2 separate regions of the Canis lupus genome follow, and region 2 is linked to region 1. The links are chromatin contacts, called in public Hi-C maps. All regions are on one chromosome and are shown on one strand. Each heading gives the region's core, a stretch centred on a gene start, on an enhancer-like site or on the middle of the called end of the contact. The rest is flanking DNA. Distances are from core to core; before and after follow the strand shown.

What was found. A called contact is a pair of places that touch in the nucleus more often than the background predicts.
Region 2: a Hi-C map of blood shows a contact between it and region 1, with 3 times the contacts expected there. The contact joins the promoter of GDAP1L1 here to the promoter of SRSF6 in region 1. A contact is called at or near these places in 2 of 9 Hi-C or Micro-C datasets (amygdala and blood).

What each region holds. Positions count from the first base shown.
Region 1 is chr24:31,839,013-31,842,432 of UU_Cfam_GSD_1.0, forward strand. SRSF6 (serine/arginine-rich splicing factor 6) reads left to right here and starts at 1,348. Exons shown (of 6, transcript XM_038572342.1): 1 at 1,348-1,601; 2 at 1,826-1,974; 3 at 3,310-3,420. The coding sequence starts at 1,495. LOC111092172 (a long non-coding RNA gene) reads right to left here and starts at 919. Exons shown (of 2, transcript XR_005377899.1): 1 at 534-919.
Region 2 is chr24:32,372,240-32,375,444 of UU_Cfam_GSD_1.0, forward strand. GDAP1L1 (ganglioside-induced differentiation-associated protein 1-like 1) reads left to right here and starts at 1,323. Exons shown (of 9, transcript XM_038572385.1): 1 at 1,323-1,463; 2 at 1,879-1,972. OSER1 (oxidative stress-responsive serine-rich protein 1) reads right to left here and starts at 1,244. Exons shown (of 4, transcript XM_038572387.1): 1 at 1,086-1,244.

The DNA of each region.
Region 1 (3,420 bases), core at 98-2,597:
CCTTCCCCACCTCTCTGCTCCCTCATTCCCAGTCTCCTTTCCTGTAGTCAAGTCTCAGAATACACGAGGGCCTTCTCTCCACTTAAACTTACTCCTTCGGAGTTTTCATGTAGTTCTCTAGGGAATCCCTGGGTGGCTCAGCGGTTTGGCGCCTGCCTTTGGCTCAGAGCGTGATCCTGGATCCCGGGATCCAATCCCACATCAGGCTCCCTGCATGGAGCCTGCTTCTCCCTCTGCCTGTGTCTCTGTATCTCTCATGAATAAATAAAAATCTTTAAAAATAAATAGGGCAGCCCCGGTGGCCCAGCGGTTTAGCGCCGCCTTCAGCCCGGGGTGTGATCCTGGAGACTCAGGATCCAGTCCCACGTCGGGCTTCCTGCATGGAGCCTGCTTCTCCCTCTGCGTGTCTCTCTCTCTCTCTCTCTGAATAAATAATCTTTAATAAAAACAAATAAATAAGCAACTCTAGTGATACACCAAAAAAAAAAAAAAAAGATGTAAATTTCTGCCACATAGAACAGGTGCCTTCCAACCTGTTGGGGGAAGAGATGGCGCTGGGACACACCGGACTCTCCATCCCAGGGAGAAAAAAGAGCGCACGTCTGCTGGAGGGCTGTCAGGTCTTGCTCGACCTTCTGGGGCCAGAGGCTCTCTGCGAGCACGCACGGCGAGCGTGGAATGACCACGTACACAGGAATCTACAGGTGACCCCAGCGGCCAGCGCTCCCAGAGAGACCCACGGAGGCAGGGGGGGCTGTGCCGCGGGGCGGTCGAGGCTGATAACGACTCTGAGTGAAGCCACCAGGGATGGAGGCCAGTGGGGCTGCGCGCTCGCAACACCATCCGGGCCGGGCCACCGCGACCGCGGAGCTGGAGCCGGCGATCCGGTGAAAGCAGCCAACCAACGGTACCGGAGCGCGCGCTCCCAGCCCAGCGGAGCGTGAACCCACCGGGGGGAGGGGGGGAGGAGCTGCCCCGCTCTCAGGAGCCAATCAGAGGCCACGGAGGCCTATTACGACAACCTCAGGAACCAATGAAAAGCGAGACCCCCCCCCATAGCCTGCCTCCCGGGCGCCTGTCCCGGGAGGATCACCGGAAGAACTTTTTTAGAAAGTGCAAATTAGGAGACAAGTCCGTGGCTCCGCGGCGGGGCGCTGCGTTTACTAAGATGGGTGTTGAGAACCGTGTGAGCGAGCAGAACCGCGCTTCCCCGAAACTCGCGGGCGGTGGGATCGCAAGTCACCCCCAAGCCCAGGGCTCCAGCGCGGGAGGGTACGTGCTGCGCGCTGACGTCACGCGCCGGCCCCGCCCCCCGCCCGCCCGCCCTTATAGCGTAGCCCTGGCGCGCGCGCACCATTGTGTGGCTGGACTCGGCCGCCGCTGCGGTGTGAGGCGCGTGTTCGGGCTCTCGCCGTCGCCGCACCCGCACCGCGGCTTTCGCCTTGCGGCCCGCCGTTCGATAGCCAGCCCCCGGGGCCCCTGCCCGCCACGAACATGCCGCGCGTCTACATAGGACGCCTGAGCTACAACGTCCGGGAGAAGGACATCCAGCGCTTTTTCAGTGGCTATGGCCGCCTCCTCGAAATAGACCTCAAAAATGGGTGAGTCGGGCCTGGGCGCCCGCTTCCGCCCGCAGCGCCCTGGGTCTGGCGGCAGCGGGGCCCGCCGGACGGAAGAGGGCCAAGGCCGCGGCGCCGCGTGGCAGGGCCGCCAAGATGGCGGCGGCGCGGGGCCGCGGGAGCGCGCGCGGGGGGGTGGGAGCGCGCGCGTGCGCGGCCCCGGCCTAACGACGCCCGCCGGGCCCCGGCCCTCGCACCGCCCCCAGGTACGGCTTCGTGGAGTTCGAGGACTCCCGCGACGCCGACGACGCCGTTTACGAGCTGAACGGCAAAGAGCTCTGCGGCGAGCGCGTGATCGTGGAGCACGCCCGGGGCCCGCGCCGTGACCGCGACGGCTACAGCTACGGAAGCCGCAGTGAGTCCCACCCCCCGCGCGCTCCGCGTCCTTGGGACCCTGGGGGGTGGGCGCAGGCCAGGGTGGGCGGGGTGGGGCCTCCCAACCCGGGCAGGCGTGGCGACGCGGGTCCTTTGACTGCAGTGTCCCCGGGCCCCGCTGCCTTCACGCCTGCCCGGGGCAGCCACGGGACGCCGGAGCGCGGGGATTGGGTTGTGGGTTTTGCCTAGCCAGGGTTGGGGTGTTTGGCGGGGGGAGGGTTCTTTAATTTTATTCTTTTAGTTTTTGGTTTTTGCTAGGTTGGGAGGGGGGTGGTTTGAGCCCCTGTCAGCACTGTCGTGGGCTCTGCCCACGGAGGAAGTGAGGCATGGTTGTATTTGTTGTATCCCCCTCGCTTACCTGACAGTGCCTTAGCTAGAAATGTGAATGCGTTAGCGTAGAAGTGTAAGGGCAGGCCGGGTGGAGGGTGGGGTGGGGCGGGGCGGGGTGGAGGGCTGGGTAGGGTCAGGGGAGGGATTTAAAGTTTAGTTATTAAAATTGGCGGGGGCCAAAGAAAATTTCGAAGCAATGTGGTATAGTACCACAAAGTATACTTAAATAAGCTTCATGCTATATTTGAAATAGTTGGGGCATGTTCTTGGGAGGAGGCGGGAGGGGTTTGGTTATGTGAAATGTTTGATGTTGAAATTGTTGCATGTTGAATTCAAACTTTTTAACAAGTCCTTGATGTTTCAATTTGAAAGTGACCAATGGGGCTGAGGCTGTGTCCACTGAGGCTAAGATGACTGCCTTTCCTGATTGGCCTTGGCTTTTCCATACATTGTGTGACCCTTGCCCTATGACCCTTTGGCTGACCTTACCGGAAGCCATGACGACAGCAGCCTTTTGCCATTAGACGCAGGGTGATGGTGAGGATTCCAAGGGTTAGACAAAACTGGTTAATCTGAACTAGGTGACTGTTACCTTGCGTGTTTTGTGGCCAAACCACCACCAAAAACCTCACACTGTGATGTAAGTACTTAGTGTAACTAGTAAACATTTTTGTAAAATGTAGAAATGCATGTAATCAGTTAAGTTTTATATTTTACAATGTTCTGTAAAATAAAACTTAGCGAGGTAAATTGAATAAAGGAGCAGTCACTCTCTAACAGATTGTAGGAGAAGTTTAGTTGGATTTAGTCTATTTGACTTGCCCTTAATTTAATTTATGGCAAATCACAACTGTATCGAAGGTTTAGCAATATAATAGCAAAGTCCTACTCCAGTAAATAAAAGTTGATATGTTTGTACTAACTTTCAAAAAACATGCATCCCTATCATTACAAAGCATCTAATTATTCTCTTCATGTGATAAAGGTGGTGGAGGTGGATACAGCAGTCGGAGAACCTCTGGCAGAGACAAATATGGACCACCTGTTCGTACAGAATTCAGGCTTATTGTAGAAAATCTTTCTAGTCGTTGCAGTT
Region 2 (3,205 bases), core at 73-2,572, 530 kb after region 1:
TACTTTTTTAAAAAAAATAAAAGTTAAATCACAAGGGGGCAATTTTAACTTTGCAAAGATTTTCCTAACCTTTCAAAAATGACAAGTAAAATTCTAAGTTCCTCCATCAAAAAGGGCAAATTCCTGGTTTTCTCTGACTTTCAGCGAATAGCAATGCGTCACAACCTCATACACATATCTCGGTAAGTTTTAATCACGACCTCTTTTAACCTCAAATCTAGGGCTAAATTTCCAGGAACCCGAAAAGACGTGAGATCGATCAGTAAAGGATCCCCGCGGTAAGCGTGTCATCGCAACGTTAAAGCTCTAGAAACTTTCCCGGCCTCGCAGGAAGCGCGGAGTGCGGGAAAGAAAACCCTGTCCTGCAACACACCCCCACCCCCCAAGGCACAAACAAGTCTAAGGTGAAAACTATCGGCCCCCCCGCAGGACAAAAACACACTCCTGTCTCTCTGCACACTCTCTCCCCCCCCCCCCCTCTCCCGGGCATAGCTAAAGCGCAATGTTAATTCCGTGCCCCCCCCCCGGCCCCGCCCAACCCAGAATCTGGAGCGGTCGCGATTCAACGAGATGAGGGGGGAAAGGTCAGGATCTGGGGGGTCGGGGGCGGGTCGGGGAGTGGAGAGCTAAGGCCCCAGCTCTCCTAGCCCGGGGTCTCCGACTGGAAAGGTGCCCCTGCTGGATGCTCCCTCCGCCGGGAGGAGAGGCTGGATGCAGGAGGAGGCGGGAGCGGAGCCCAAGAGGCAGCCAACGAGGCTGGGGCTCGGCAACAGCGGGAAAGGGCGGGAAGGGGCAAAGGGCGGCCAAGGAAGGCGAAAAGGGGAAGCTACAGGCGGGCGGGAGCGGGCGGGAGCGGGCGGGAGCGGGCGGAGGGGCGGGCCGCGGGAAGGGGAGACAGAGCCGAGCCCGGGCCGGGCCGAGCCGAGCCGGGCCGCGGCTGCCCAGGGGGTGCGGAGAGGCCCAGGCCCGGCCCGGCCCGGCCCAGGCAGTCAGCGCCGCGGGACTACGCGACGAGAGGCGGGCGGGAGCACGGGAAGCCGCCGCCGCCAGGCCGGAACCCCTCCCCGTAACGTCAAGGCACTCACCTCCTCGCTGCTGGGGCGCCCCGGGGATCCAGTCCCGTCGGCTCAGATCGTCTCTCCCGGATCGCGGCGCCTGACTGACCCGGATCCAAACCCGCGGAGGGGGCCAGCGCGCGCCTCCGGGGTCGCACTGCGCCTGCGTCACTCAGCACGCGCCCCGCCCCCCGCTCACGCTCCTCCCCCCCCGTGACTCGGCAGCGCGGCAGGCGGTGGCTGCGCAGGCGCGGGGCGCCGGCCGTGCCTCTCCGACGCCTTGTGCCCGCCCCTCTCGGAAGCACGTGCGCTCACGTCATTTCCTGTTATTCTCCTCGCTGGGTCTTCGGTCCTCCGTGGGTTCGCTCGGGACCGGGGTTTGGGGCGTGCCCGCTTCCTCTGTGTCAGGTGAGTGAGTAGGCGCTGTTCTTCGCCGTGGTCCAGCCGCCGCGCTTCCCAGGGTCTCCGGGGCCTGGTGCTGGTCCTGGAGTCGCTATGGCAACGGAAATTCCGCGGCCGGAGTGGGAGGACCTCGGCGAGGCTGCAGCCCCGCTGAGCTCGTGGCCCGACCCTCCTTGGTGCCAAGGAACCGGGCGACCGGCGACCGGCTCGGGCGCAGGCCCTCGTGTCCTGGCCTTGCAGAGGAGCGGAGAGGTAGGAGACACGGCCAGGGCCATCACCGTGAGGCCGGAATCGGAACGGCTGTAATGCCCCTGTTTGATCCGAGACGACTGCTCTTCACCTGTCTGGGCCACGGTTTCTGCGACTGTTAAGTGAGGAACTTGGACTTCATCAGCGAATCTGTTTTTGTTTTTTTTTTCAGGCATGGACTCCTTGGAAAATCTAGTGAGAACTCGACAGAGAAATGCACGTGCGCACTAAATCTTGCAACAAGGTTTATAGAGCCGTTCACCTAAGTAGGTTATTTTAAGGGATCTTTGCATTTGTAGGACTCAGTTGTTCAGATGAGAGAGAAGGGGTGATGGGTGCCACAGTTGCAGCCTCCCTCCGTCCCCGGGACTGGTTATTTATTTATTTGAGAAAGAGAGATAAGACACATGCGCATGGTTTGATCAATCAGCAGGGGACTTGCAGGACCTTTCTGCCAGGGAAGGACATCAAAAGGAAGATAGCTTCCTTCGATAGAATTGGCTAGAGTTGGTTCTGGCCCAACACTAGGTAGGGTGAGGGTTGTTACCTGAGCCAAAACTGGGTCTTCCCACTCCCACTCCTTGATACTCAGGTGTAGTCATCTAACTGGATAGGCTGCTGGGAATAGTTTAATCTAACTTAATTATAGCCAGACCTTGGGATACCTGACCCATCCCTGGGAATGGAATCTACATGTCCTAGTATAAGCTTGTTAAAAATAAAGCAGGTAGGGCAGCCTGATATTCCTGTGACTTCATACATTTTACAAATGAGGAAGCCTGGGATTCCAGATCACTTGTTCTAGCTTCCTTGTCCCTGGCCTGTCACTCAATGCTAGTAAGTGACTGAGTCAGGATTTAATCTGTCTCAAAAGCCTGTCCATCTACTGCTGCCCATTTCCCAACATCTTTTAGAAAAGAATAAAAAAGGGGAAAATATGGTGCTTTTATTTTTCTCAGAAGTTGCAAAGTGTGTTGCATCACGACTAAATATGTGTATTTAAGCTGTCATGTGAAAATACTCCTTCAAAAAAAAAAATACGCCTTCAGATAAGACTCCCACATACTTGACGGCAAGGCCTATATCTAGATCAGTAACAAATCCCCAAATCCTAACAGTTCCTGGAGGTTAGTAGGTACTAAACACAGTTTTGGTGAATTCTTCATTCTATCTTATTTCCATCCATTAAGGCATTAAATACTAACCAAAAAAATTTTAAGTGCTTCAAGTAAGCACATCTCCATCATAAAGTCAGCTGCTTTCTGAGAATGGCTCATTACTCAGGGAGTATTTGGAAAGTGAGAACCTCTGGGGAATACCTACCAAGTCTGTTAACTCATGCCACTTGCTGTGGCCTGAAATTTCAAGTCATTACACACAGGCCTGGCTCATTGTGTGATACCTCGTGACAGAATGAGATAGAAAAGCTGCAAAACATTTCATCTGAGGGAATAAAAAGCTAGATATGCCTCCTGTATTAGCAACATGGGGTCTTTCCA